Linked DNA regions of Larimichthys crocea: region 1 is linked to region 2. Evidence: chromatin contacts called from public Hi-C data. All regions are on one chromosome and are shown on one strand. Each heading gives the region's core, a stretch centred on a gene start, on an enhancer-like site or on the middle of the called end of the contact. The rest is flanking DNA. Distances are from core to core; before and after follow the strand shown. Region 1 holds the start of wu:fc23c09. Region 2 holds the start of fam3c (FAM3 metabolism regulating signaling molecule C).

Region 1 (5,562 bases), core at 471-2,970, 130 kb before region 2:
TGTTCCGCCTCTGTTTTCCTTCTCTCAGTGGATTTGGCAAGCTTTTCATTCTCCTCCGCTGAGATAAAAACATCTCTCAGCTGCTCACCCCTCAGCTCAGACAGGGGGTCTCCATCCAGCTCGGCTATCTGTGTGACTGTCAGTCCTACGGTACAAAACAGAGCAACCACTTACAGTTCAATAATCACATTTTTTCTTTTTCATTTTTTTACTCTCAAAGTCGAAACTAAAATCATGTCGGTCAACAGTAACACATTAGCATTACAACGATTGGCATTCCCTTTGAACAACTCATGAAATAATTAACATGGAAGTGTTTATGACTGAAGTACATTTTGTTAGATGAAATGTTAAGTAGGCCTGATGTTGGACTTACTGGGTTGCAATACATATGAATATCCAGAAACTGTGAGAAACACGAGCAGCAGTGTGAACACCTCCATTTTATCTGAAAGAAAACAAAATCAGGAGAGGATTCAAGACAAATGAAGTAATTAAGTATGATTTTTAAATTTACTGACATGTTTAAGAAGTCGACTACAGAAGATGATTTGGCTGCCCAGCTCTAAAACATGGTTAAATCCAGTTCATCAGCTCTGTCCCTCACCTGGTGTTTAGTGTTTCCATGTCCTGCTGTTGCTTAGATTTTATTGTTTGCCTGTAGGACATTTTGCAAACTTACTCCGTGAAAGTTGTAATACCAGATAAACTTATTATCTGTGTTTGATATTGTACTATTTTTGCAGCACCACCACTACCAAATACGTCTATTTGGAGTTCTGTAATTTGACTTTTATAATAGCTTATTCATAGTTGGACCTCTCTGGTGTCTAATTGACTCCAAACACAACTAATGCCAAGTTACTTTTTGGCAAAGAAAAAGCATATAAACTGTAACAACACGTGAAATACATCCTTATTTGGTGTCATAACATTGATTTATAGTTATTTTTTTTCATCTTCAATAAATGTGAACGCTCAGTTTGTATCAGCATTTTCAGACATATTTGGATTTAACATTGTGTGAACAGAAAATTATTTTATATTTAAATATACAGCAGTTGGTCTGAGTTAAAACATATGAGAGATAATACAACAAAGCCATTGTCCAATCAGGTTGCTGCTTACCTGATGTGTGCATAGCCTCCTTTATATGTCAAAGTTGAGTTCCTGCATTTGTGTCCTGTACACCTGCCTCTCTGTACGGGCCGACAGAGTCCAGAAGAAATGGGACAACCTTTGAACCGCACAAACACAACCACCACCACCACCGGCAATTTAATGATCCATTTCAGTGGCCCCTCTCTGTACGGAGAGTTTTCACACACACACTCTGGGCGAGCCATAGGTAATGACTCCTCAAATGCCTTTATCTGAAAGAATTCTCACACTTACCCTCAACGTCAGAGGAATCTGAAGGATCAATAGCGGGAAAGGGGGGCGACTTTTAGGGATGAGGGGTCAGAGGTGACGGTGGGTTTTTACAGTGGCTACTGTTTGCTCCTCCGCCGTGGGGAGACATTAGCATCCCAGTGGTTATATGGGAGTGACAAGTAGGGCCTGGAAACTGCTTGGCCTTTGACCCAAATGCTAATAATCTGCCGGACTTCAGGAAGTCTGGGGACTGTGGATGCTAATGAGTGACTTTACAGAAATGTGTTTCTTGTAGTTAAGGTCTGGTTTTTCTTTGTTTTTTGAACAAGCTTCATCACATGAATGTCAAAAAACATTTTGTCTTGATCTAGGTTTTAAAGTCACTTTAACTCGGTCACAGATTTGAGTTAGTATAATCTTTAGATGTGAGTCTGAGGATTTAGGTTATGATCATTTATGCCTTGAAAATCAGTTGTAAGACATGAAAATAAACTATTCGTAGCCCTGGTCTCACTGGACAAATGATCACAGTGGCGAAGATAAAACTTAAATGAGGGTATGTAGCATGAGTTTTGATTGTAATATACATTAATTGTTGTATTATGTAGTTTATTAAATGTCAAAAAATACCCATGACCTTAGAGGTGACATTGTGTTTTGTCCGACAAACAGTCCACAACGCAAAAATATCCAGTTTACAGTGATGTAAAGCAAAGAAAAGCAGTGAATTGTCATATTTGAGAAGCCAAAACCAAATAATAAACAAATAATACATGACTCATCATTAACACATCCCTTATTTCAGCTCTAGTTCGGATCCAACACTTAGTTTCATCATCATTCATCAGATGATTTATCACTCACTACTTTTAATCAGTTTCCCTTCAGTCATGTATTCCTACAAAATGCAGTCACCCATGGAAAAGCACAGTGTGGGACACTGCAGATGTTTTCTTTCCTTCACAGCTGCACAATCTATATTTATACAGGAAGAACACGGTTGTCTCGTTCCAGCAATCAGACACCCTTTTGACATCCCACTGAGTCTGAGAACATCAAGTTCTTCTTGTTTTTTTTATTGTTTTCATCACATTGTGTATCACGTCAGCTCACATTCCTCCCAGACTTAACACAAGGTCTAATTTTGGCATTGTGCATGGATAAAGCATACCTGTGTCAGAAACAAAAGATATATACAAGGGCTTGCATGCACACAAGACAAACACATTTCTTACAAAGCCTTGTCCACAGAGTTTTATGGTCTCTTTGATTCGGTTTTATATCTTTTCATCGCCTCATTTATTGTGTTGTGTTATTAGATTGTTGCTCAAGCATTTATGAGAACAGAACTTTGATTCTTTACTGAGTTATCTGGATAACTTTACTGCGTAAAATTACTTTTTACGAATTTGGATCATAAACTGATGCCAAAACAGCTGATCTGTTCATCCAAATAACTCGAAACAGCTGTCCTTCCACACATAAATTAAACGCTGGCATCTAGTGTACAAGACAGAAACTGAACTGTCATACCTGTTACGGACCACAGAGAGGCAGCATATAACCACACATAACTCGCACGAGTTGCCCCCGAGAGAGGCTCGTATTGCATAACATTGCATGGGAAAAATACAGCAGATGGGTTTTTAATGTTTTGTCTGTGTCAGTGCCTGAATCATTTTTGTTCTTCTGGATCATAAAAAGGAAGAAATAACATCATCCATATGAATACTCAAATGGCAGGAAAGGGAGGCTGTAAGGAAGACCTGGAGGACTCTGTTAACACCTTGAGCTGTGGCATCTCATTTCCTGTCGAAGGTGACGTAATGTATAGGAGAGGGGGTGTGAAAAGCAGCAATAATGAAAGAAACCGAGAGGTGGGGGTGGTTTCTTATTAGACCCGCACCTGTTTTAGGGTAAAAATACCTCTCTTCTTTTTTCAGGCCTGCTGTAGTCATTTAGAAATGCTATTTTTCTCCACCTTTATCACAAATAATGACACACACCTCCTGCTTTAGAGCTGTTGTAATTAAACGTTGTTGTTTTTTTATCATCCTCTCCCATCAGCTCCTCTCAGAAAAAAAACAGCCATTTATCTATCTCAAGCTCTGTCTATCTCATCCACAGCTTCAGAAATCCCTTTTACAGACAAATCTCGTGATATAAAATCTGTCTGTCTGGACTTCTGCCTTCTAGCAAAATCACTTCTACAGTTGAATGATTGCTCCCCGGTGCATCCAAATGCCCCGACAGCTGCCCAGCAGCACCACCAGTTACCCTTACCCTTCTAGTCTTGGCAAAGCCCCAAATGTTGGGAAAATCATTTTAAATTATCAAAGTTTCACAACTAGGCCATGGATTTGAATAATATAGGGTCTCTAGTGGCATTTACAGATGTGGATAAAAGCTAGGATCTGGGTTTAGGATCATTTTTTGCTATAAAAGTTCATTTTAAATTCTGTTTTTTTGTGGTTTGGTTATTAAAAATGAACATTCGTAGAGTGTTCCCTGGCCTCAAAAGTGAAATTGAGGTATGTGTCATGAGGTGGTCACCAAAAAACTGAAGTCTGGGCCCCGGTAGTGGCCTCACAGTCCAGTGTGGAATTTGCATGAGGTTTTGGTCTGAATGTGTGTATATGTGTGTGTGTGTCTCAGTATGAATGCGTAAATGTGTGATTTTAGATATGTGGTGTGAGTACGGGACACACCATAGAGCGTCTGGTGTGTATCGATGTAGGTTATGGTAATTGGACAGATAATTGATGACAACATTAACACCGCTTGCCCTGAGGTTTTTTCCTGTTTTTTAAGAGCACACAGTCTAATTTACAGTAAACACACCAAACATCAATATTATGTGACTAGAGGGCATAAATCCAAGAGGGTAGGATGACAGAGAGAGAGAAAAAAAATGTAAAATGAGGTAGTGGGAAAAAAACAGGGCGAGCTTGAGTGACAACACGGCTGTGTAAAAATAAACCCTCCCCCAAACTATCCCATCTGCTCGGAGTCTGACTGGTGGCGGTAGAGGCAGCGGCAGTAGGGGGTTTAACAAGGGTAAAGGGCAAAGGTCACAGACTGTGATCAATTTGTTGGCTAAGAGCGTCAGATTTGTGTGCAGTGCGTGACTCCTTGGACAACAGCACACAATGGAAATGGACTTTGCTTTCCTATAGGAGTGTATTCCTTCTGTCCATGTGTGCTCCTCACCATATGAACATATTGTACAGTCCAGCAGGTTGAACCAATACATACAGGTCAGAGTGTTTACACTGTAAACACAACCAGCACCACTATGTATTTCAAACTGAGCCAAGAATAAACGCTTTGTGCTGATGTAACTAAGTACATTTACTCAAGTAATGTACTGAAGTACAAATAGGAGACACTTGTACCTGTGTGTTTTTCTCGTCAAGCTACTTAAATATAATGCTTTGTTATGGAATAAATGCCTCAACAGTTCATATGAGCGCAGCTAAAATGACAAATCAAACTACTTTGATGATCTTTAAGTTATCATTTCATTGTTTCAGCCTGTTAAATGTGAGAATTTGCAGCTTTTTCTTAATATTTTTTTATTTATTTTCAATAATTTTAAATGAGTTTTTTTAGATTCTTCTTCATTGAGTACCTTTGATACTTTAATTACATTTTTTTTCATTACTTAAGTTTGTTTTCAGTGCAGGATTTTATACAGTGTCGTGTTGATGCTTTTTTTTTTTTACTGACAGGCTAGTGTTGCATATTTTTGTGTTATGATATGTGTATAATAGGATGTTTGCACCCGTGAATTGATCAAAACATTCATTGTGAATAAAAACAATGAGGGGAGCAGAACAGTGTGCGGTTTGTGCCACATTTTCTGCTGCTAATGTGATTTCTTCAATAGTTTTCACCTTACGTAGTGATAACAGTTTAATCAGGCATGCGAGGATCGAGTAAACATTAACAAACATCGACCGTTCCAGTTCAGAGGTATTTGGCAGCAGAATGGAAGTTACTATTTTTGTATGATTTTCGTTAATGAACATTCAAAATGTTCTTTCGGAAATGCCAGACTGTGCTCTCTTGACCGAACCGGAGTGTCCTCATGTCAAGACGAGCCAAAGGGAGAAGAAAAGAGAAATGTAAGTCAGGTAATTTGCGTTGAGTATAAGTGAGACAGGAAGTGCCTGGCTTTATTCTTTC
Region 2 (5,738 bases), core at 3,127-5,626:
GAGGGAGGAAAGGGGGGACACAGTGACGAGTGCGTGAGCTCGGATCAATCCTGCCTCTGAGGCACACAGCCTTCCATTTCCAGCACTTCAGGCCATCCCTCGAATTTGTTGGTGTCTGCGTTGTTTTTCACGTGCTGGAGGAAGTAAAACAAGAGGCACAGTCATTGTAATGTCACGAATGGAGGCAGGGTGTGGCATAGACAAGTGACATAATACTTTTACTACACAAGGTTGTGCTGTTCAAACATTGGAATAAAGTGGCTTTGGAAGCATTTCAGGGACAATAGTGACTCGTGCTGTGGATTTACTGGTAGGACGAACTGTGATGGTGGGTCACCTGCTCAAATGGACTCTTGGTCTTGATGCCTTTCCCTCCTACAAAGATCCAGTTATCCCTGAAGGCCAAATTATTTGCAGCCGAGCTGCCCAGATCAGCTATTAGCTTCCTGGCTTCATCGTTGAGTCTACAGAACAAAAAGGAGACATCGGACAACGTTAGAGACAACTCAGGCAACTAACATGAATCTGAAGCGAGAGAGCGGGCGTACTCACTTTGTCGCTGTGTCGTCAAATGAGGCCATCATCACGACTGTCCCTTCTTCAATTTCCTTCAGGAATTTAATTAAAGGAGCCACATCTACACAAAGTCACACGTGGTTAACACGATGTACGTTTGTTTTTAAATGTTCAAATCTAAAAGAGTCTAAAACATACTCACCTCCTCCCCACATATCAAAAAAATCTGTCTTGATAAGGTCCCCTGTTTTCCCTGTGAGCACAGAGCAAATCTAATTCACTTCACGGTGTAAAACAGACATAGCTTTTATTTACATTATTCATTAAACAACTGTATTACAAACAATCTTAGCAGTGGTTCAAGGTAGCGTCTTGTGACTCAATAATCAAACTGTACAAAAGGCTTATGACGTCTTCATTCATCTTAGTGCGTCAACAGGTCACATGTCACGTAGTAGGTGTAGGAAATACAGGGAATAGTGTTACCATTAACCAGAGCAACGTTGATTCCTCTACCCACATTGTTCTTCACACTGCTCATGAGTCTGGAATGAAGCAGAGGAGAACAATCAGATGACAGGGAAGGCAACGCACCATATCAAACGGGCACCTTGACTCGACGGAAGCTAACTAAAAACTCACCAAACCTGTCTCTATTAGTCTTTGCACGGAATAATTCAAAACAGGATTTGAACGCTTCCAGTCATCCTTGGGCACACGAGTGCTCGTTAAAGAACACTCAGTCAAAGTTCTCACACACTGTTATTTCAAGTGTCCGACAACATTACAGAAAGGATCTCGAATCAGGGATACCACCTTTGCTTACTACTACAGATCATTATTGTAGAAACTTCATTCAAACAAATTAAAACCCATCAAAACTGTCTTAATGTACTACCCCCTGAAGTCCCTAAGAACAAAAATGTCCACTTTCAAAAAACTAGTAATATTTCTGCATAAACCTGCTCAAAACTACCAAACTTTCAAATCACTTTGAGGATTTTAACCTTGGTGTAACTGTTTATAAAAAAAAACTAAAAAAAAAACACAAACAGCAATTTTCCCTTTTTTCTAGTGATGCACGATCTGAAAAATTTCTACCGATAACCGATAATTTCCCGCTTCTTATGGCCGATACCGTTAATCATATTCATATTTCAACCCGAAAGACCCCCGTATGGGGGACAGCGTGAGATACATGCACAATACAGACGATCAGCGTCTGCTAGGAAGCACCAATCCTGACATATCGCATACCAAAATGGGCGGGGAGAAAACTCAGCTAAAAGCTCTACCAAGCATTGCTACCCAAACACACACTGATTGGCCGACCGGTGACAGGTGTCAATCAGCACTCACAACAAACACACAAGCCTTAGCTAAAACACACACTTCGCGTTGCATCGTATTAAAACTCGAAGTCTTCTTTTCTTCCTCTCATCGTCGCTGAACATCTTTTGCAAACAGCAATGCTGTCGTTATCTTCTGCCACTACAAAAAAACGACCACACTGGTGAAGACATGTTCATTATTAGTCTGGCAGAGACGGGGCCAGGCTTGGGTCCTGCCAGTAAGGCGCGATAACTTTTGGGGCGACTCGGCCGGCAAACAATTTCCCCAATTTCATTAATTTATCATACCTTTTATCTGTTAAAATGAACCTATCGGGTCGATAAAAAAATGACGTAATTTCTCCCCATATCGGCCGATATTTTATCGGTCCGATAAATATCGTGCATCCCTACTTTTTTCCATAAATAACCTCAAGTAATCAAACTGCCATTTAAAGGGTTAAAATCCTCACAGTGATTGAATGCCAGATAAAGAGGACAAAGGTGTCCGCAATAATATGAGGATTAATCATTCCATTGTTTTCAACAATCACCAACTCTGGTTTGGTGAAAATAATCTTTTAATTCAGAGTTAGACGGTAAAAGATGTCGTCGTATCGCTCTCCTCGAGCCCAGCCATTCCTATAATCTATTTATTTCACATTAGTCATTACATGCCATCGCATCTTCCTCATCCTAACCGGTCCCTCAAAATCTTTCACATAGAGTTTAACACAGGCAGGACATGAACAGGCAGCCAGACGGGTTACTTAAAACAAACAGTAGAGAAGATCAGATTACGACACACACACAAAGCGTGAGTGAGACTTAATTCCCTGCTCAGGATGGGCTCAGGGAGCTATGTTTTTACAGAGCAAATAGCAGTTCAGGATCTCTAATATTTATTCATGTATTAACAGTCACACACTATGAAACATGCACAAAGAGTTTATTAATGTATTTGTTAACAACTACAACTACTCTTGTTGACTGCACATTAATAACCATATTTAAATGTCTGCGCACGGCAACATTACAGTGCCTTGTAAAACATTTGTTAAATGTTTCAGGTTTCAAGGTTCGTGAAATGTATCGCCTCACTTACAATTTATCCTCCAGGCAAATTTTCGGCCCAACCACGCTGGCTGCTCCGCTCGCCATCTTGAAGGCGAAGTGTCCGGGCGGACATGACTTGGACAAGCCGCACTTGTTGTATCTGGTTTGCTTCGTTGCTGCGAACATAAAACTTATATTATTTAGGGTAAATACGTTGTCCGATCACATAAATAATAATAACAAAACACACAAGCGTGGATTTCCTTTATTGTATAGATACATAGTTTAGGATTAGGTCATGATCTCTACATTGTTACTGCACTTATGTTAACAAAAGAAAGGAGGCGTGTTATCAAAACAGATCGGACTTGAGAGCAACAGAGTGGAGAGATGAGATAATAATAGTTTTAATATACTTACGGGCTTCGTTTGTTGACAAAGATTTAGCTGAAAGGCAAAACAAGTATATACGTTTAAAAAAGGACATTTTCAGTGGCCACCACCACTACGACACAATATTCCTTTAACTCGATGCCATGTTTTCTTAACCCTCTCGCACTTCTTTGTACAGCCGCAACTTTATTAGGGAGTGACACTCACCTATCACATTGCTCAGTGTAAAATCCATGTTGATCTCTAGCAGCTGAAAAGCCAGAAAGACAGCTAGGAGGAATGCAAAAATCAGTGCGGCGAGCTTCAGAATACCTGCACGAGAGACGAATAGAGTAGATGGATGTGTGTATAGAGGAGGTATTATTCCTTATCAACATGATATGAACAGATCAGAGGTGATTGCACTCACTGCCAGCCCTGACCATCATCGCGATTCTCCTGGAAACCTGTGCGGGTGAAACAAAGACAATACGTAAAGTTTATTTAAATGTGTCCCCTTATATTAAAAACACACACTGTTAATCATGTGTCCCATCACACACGACATAATTAATCACCTCTGTGTCCATGATCTTTATCAATAACTAACTAGAGTTAATGATCACTGAGTGTTTTATCATCTCACACCTCCACATATAAAGCTTACACCATAAAGAGCTGCTACTACCTCAGTTCACGTTGACATAAGGATAAGTTATATTACAGCTTTAGTGAAGTGGTTAAGATGCACTTAGGTTTGCGTAATGACACTGTACATAGCCCGCGGGATGCATACTGATAAGCTAAGCAACGTACAAATGGAGCTTTTACTGATAAACCGGCGCTACGTTGATTAACTTCGAGCTCGCCTTCTCGTCTGTTCGCTAACTGATGCTGAAATAACCGAAGCGAGAATCTACCGGCGGTGTTGGTAATAATATAACTAAAAAAAATATAATAATAAATCATGTCTTACCTGTTGAACTTCCGAAGGTAACCACAGATCGAAACGAGCTTCACCTTACCTGATAAGTTATGACTCACGTTATGCTAGTAGCTTGAGCTGGTGAGTGGAGGCGACAGGAGGCACGATGTGTCACTCCGCCAAAGAAACCGAAGATTTTTTTTTTGTTTGTTTTAGCACGGTTGTGTGTGTGTGTTAAATATTTACTTACCTCAACAGTAATCCAACATTAAATATTAAATATAATTTCTTACCTTCTTACGACATGTTTCTCTTTTGTGCTTTGTTAAAGCCAACAACTGTTGCAGAAGTTAGTCCCCAACGGTTATTTTGATCGAACCAAACTAGGTTCAAGCTAGGCCCGTTAACTTACACGTATCACTCCGCTTCATTAACGGTCGTTATCTAAAGATAGCTTAAATTATCACGAAGATGAAACATTTTCCTAAAATGATTCAAACTATGAATTGTCATAAAGGGAAGTAAAGATAAATTGAAGAAAGCCAAAACATCGTAGACGTATAAATAAAGGTAAATGTTGGCGCGTTGCTAGGCAACGGCGCAGTCCCAGTCCAGTTGTGGAACTATTTGTATCGGCGGAGTCAAATCAATGAGGCCGAATCACAGCCGTGCCGATATTCAGTGTAACGTCACTCCCTTCCCGTGTGATATCGCTTATATATGTACACCTTAGATTTATATTGATTAAAATGTATTAAATTTCTTACCTTTCTTACCTTACAATACGTTTCTCTTTTATGCTTTGTTAAAGTCTACAACTGTTGCTGTCTAATATACAAAAGTTAGTCCTCAACGGCTATTTTGATCGAACCAAACCGCGATATAGCTAGGCCCATTAACTTACACGTATCACTCCGCTTCATTAATGGTCGTTATCTAAAGATAGCTTAAATTATCACGAATGATTCAATGAAATGATTCAAACTATGAATTGTCAGAGGAGGATAAAGGGAAGTAAAGAAGCCTTTCTACTTCAGCACAAACCTCCACAACAGAAGATAAATTGAAGAAAGCCAAAACAACGTAGACGCATAAATAAATAAAAAAAAATAGCACGCTACTGTTGGTCCCATGTGGTCCCAAAAAATGTAAATTAGCATTTAAATTTAATAATTTTGAAGTTCTCCAACACAAACATGTGTTTTACATTTAAAACTACACTACACCTTACTTCTATACTGAAGAGTATTGGTAGTTTTTAGTTTTTTTTTTTTTTGCACAACAGACGATCAGCGCCAGGAAGCACCAATCCTGACATATGCATACCAAAATGGGCAGGGAGAAAACCAGCTAAAAGCTCTACCAAGCATTGCTACCCAAACACACACTGATTGGCCGACCGGTGACAGGTGTCAATCAGCACTCACAACAACACAACAGCCGGAGCTAAAAACACACACTTCGCGTCGCATCGTATTAAAACTCGAAGTCTTCTTCTCTTCCTCCATCGTCGCTGAACAACTTTTGCAAACAGCAAT

What was found. Hi-C and Micro-C count contacts between places; a contact is called where the count stands out from the background.
Region 1: a Hi-C map of muscle shows a contact between it and region 2, with 6 times the contacts expected there. The contact joins the promoter of wu:fc23c09 here to the promoter of fam3c in region 2. A contact is called at or near these places in 7 of 7 Hi-C or Micro-C datasets (all in muscle).

What each region holds. Positions count from the first base shown.
Region 1 is chrXX:287,492-293,053 of L_crocea_2.0, reverse strand. It overlaps wu:fc23c09, which reads right to left and starts at 1,720. Exons shown (of 4, transcript XM_010730650.3): 1 at 1,129-1,720; 2 at 377-448; 3 at 1-145. The coding sequence starts at 1,141.
Region 2 is chrXX:161,085-166,822 of L_crocea_2.0, reverse strand. It overlaps fam3c (FAM3 metabolism regulating signaling molecule C), which reads right to left and starts at 4,376. Exons shown (of 10, transcript XM_010730636.3): 1 at 4,252-4,376; 2 at 3,706-3,742; 3 at 3,504-3,608; 4 at 3,324-3,350; 5 at 2,953-3,079; 6 at 1,003-1,061; 7 at 719-769; 8 at 553-637; 9 at 338-464; 10 at 1-134. The coding sequence starts at 3,724. The coding sequence ends at 45.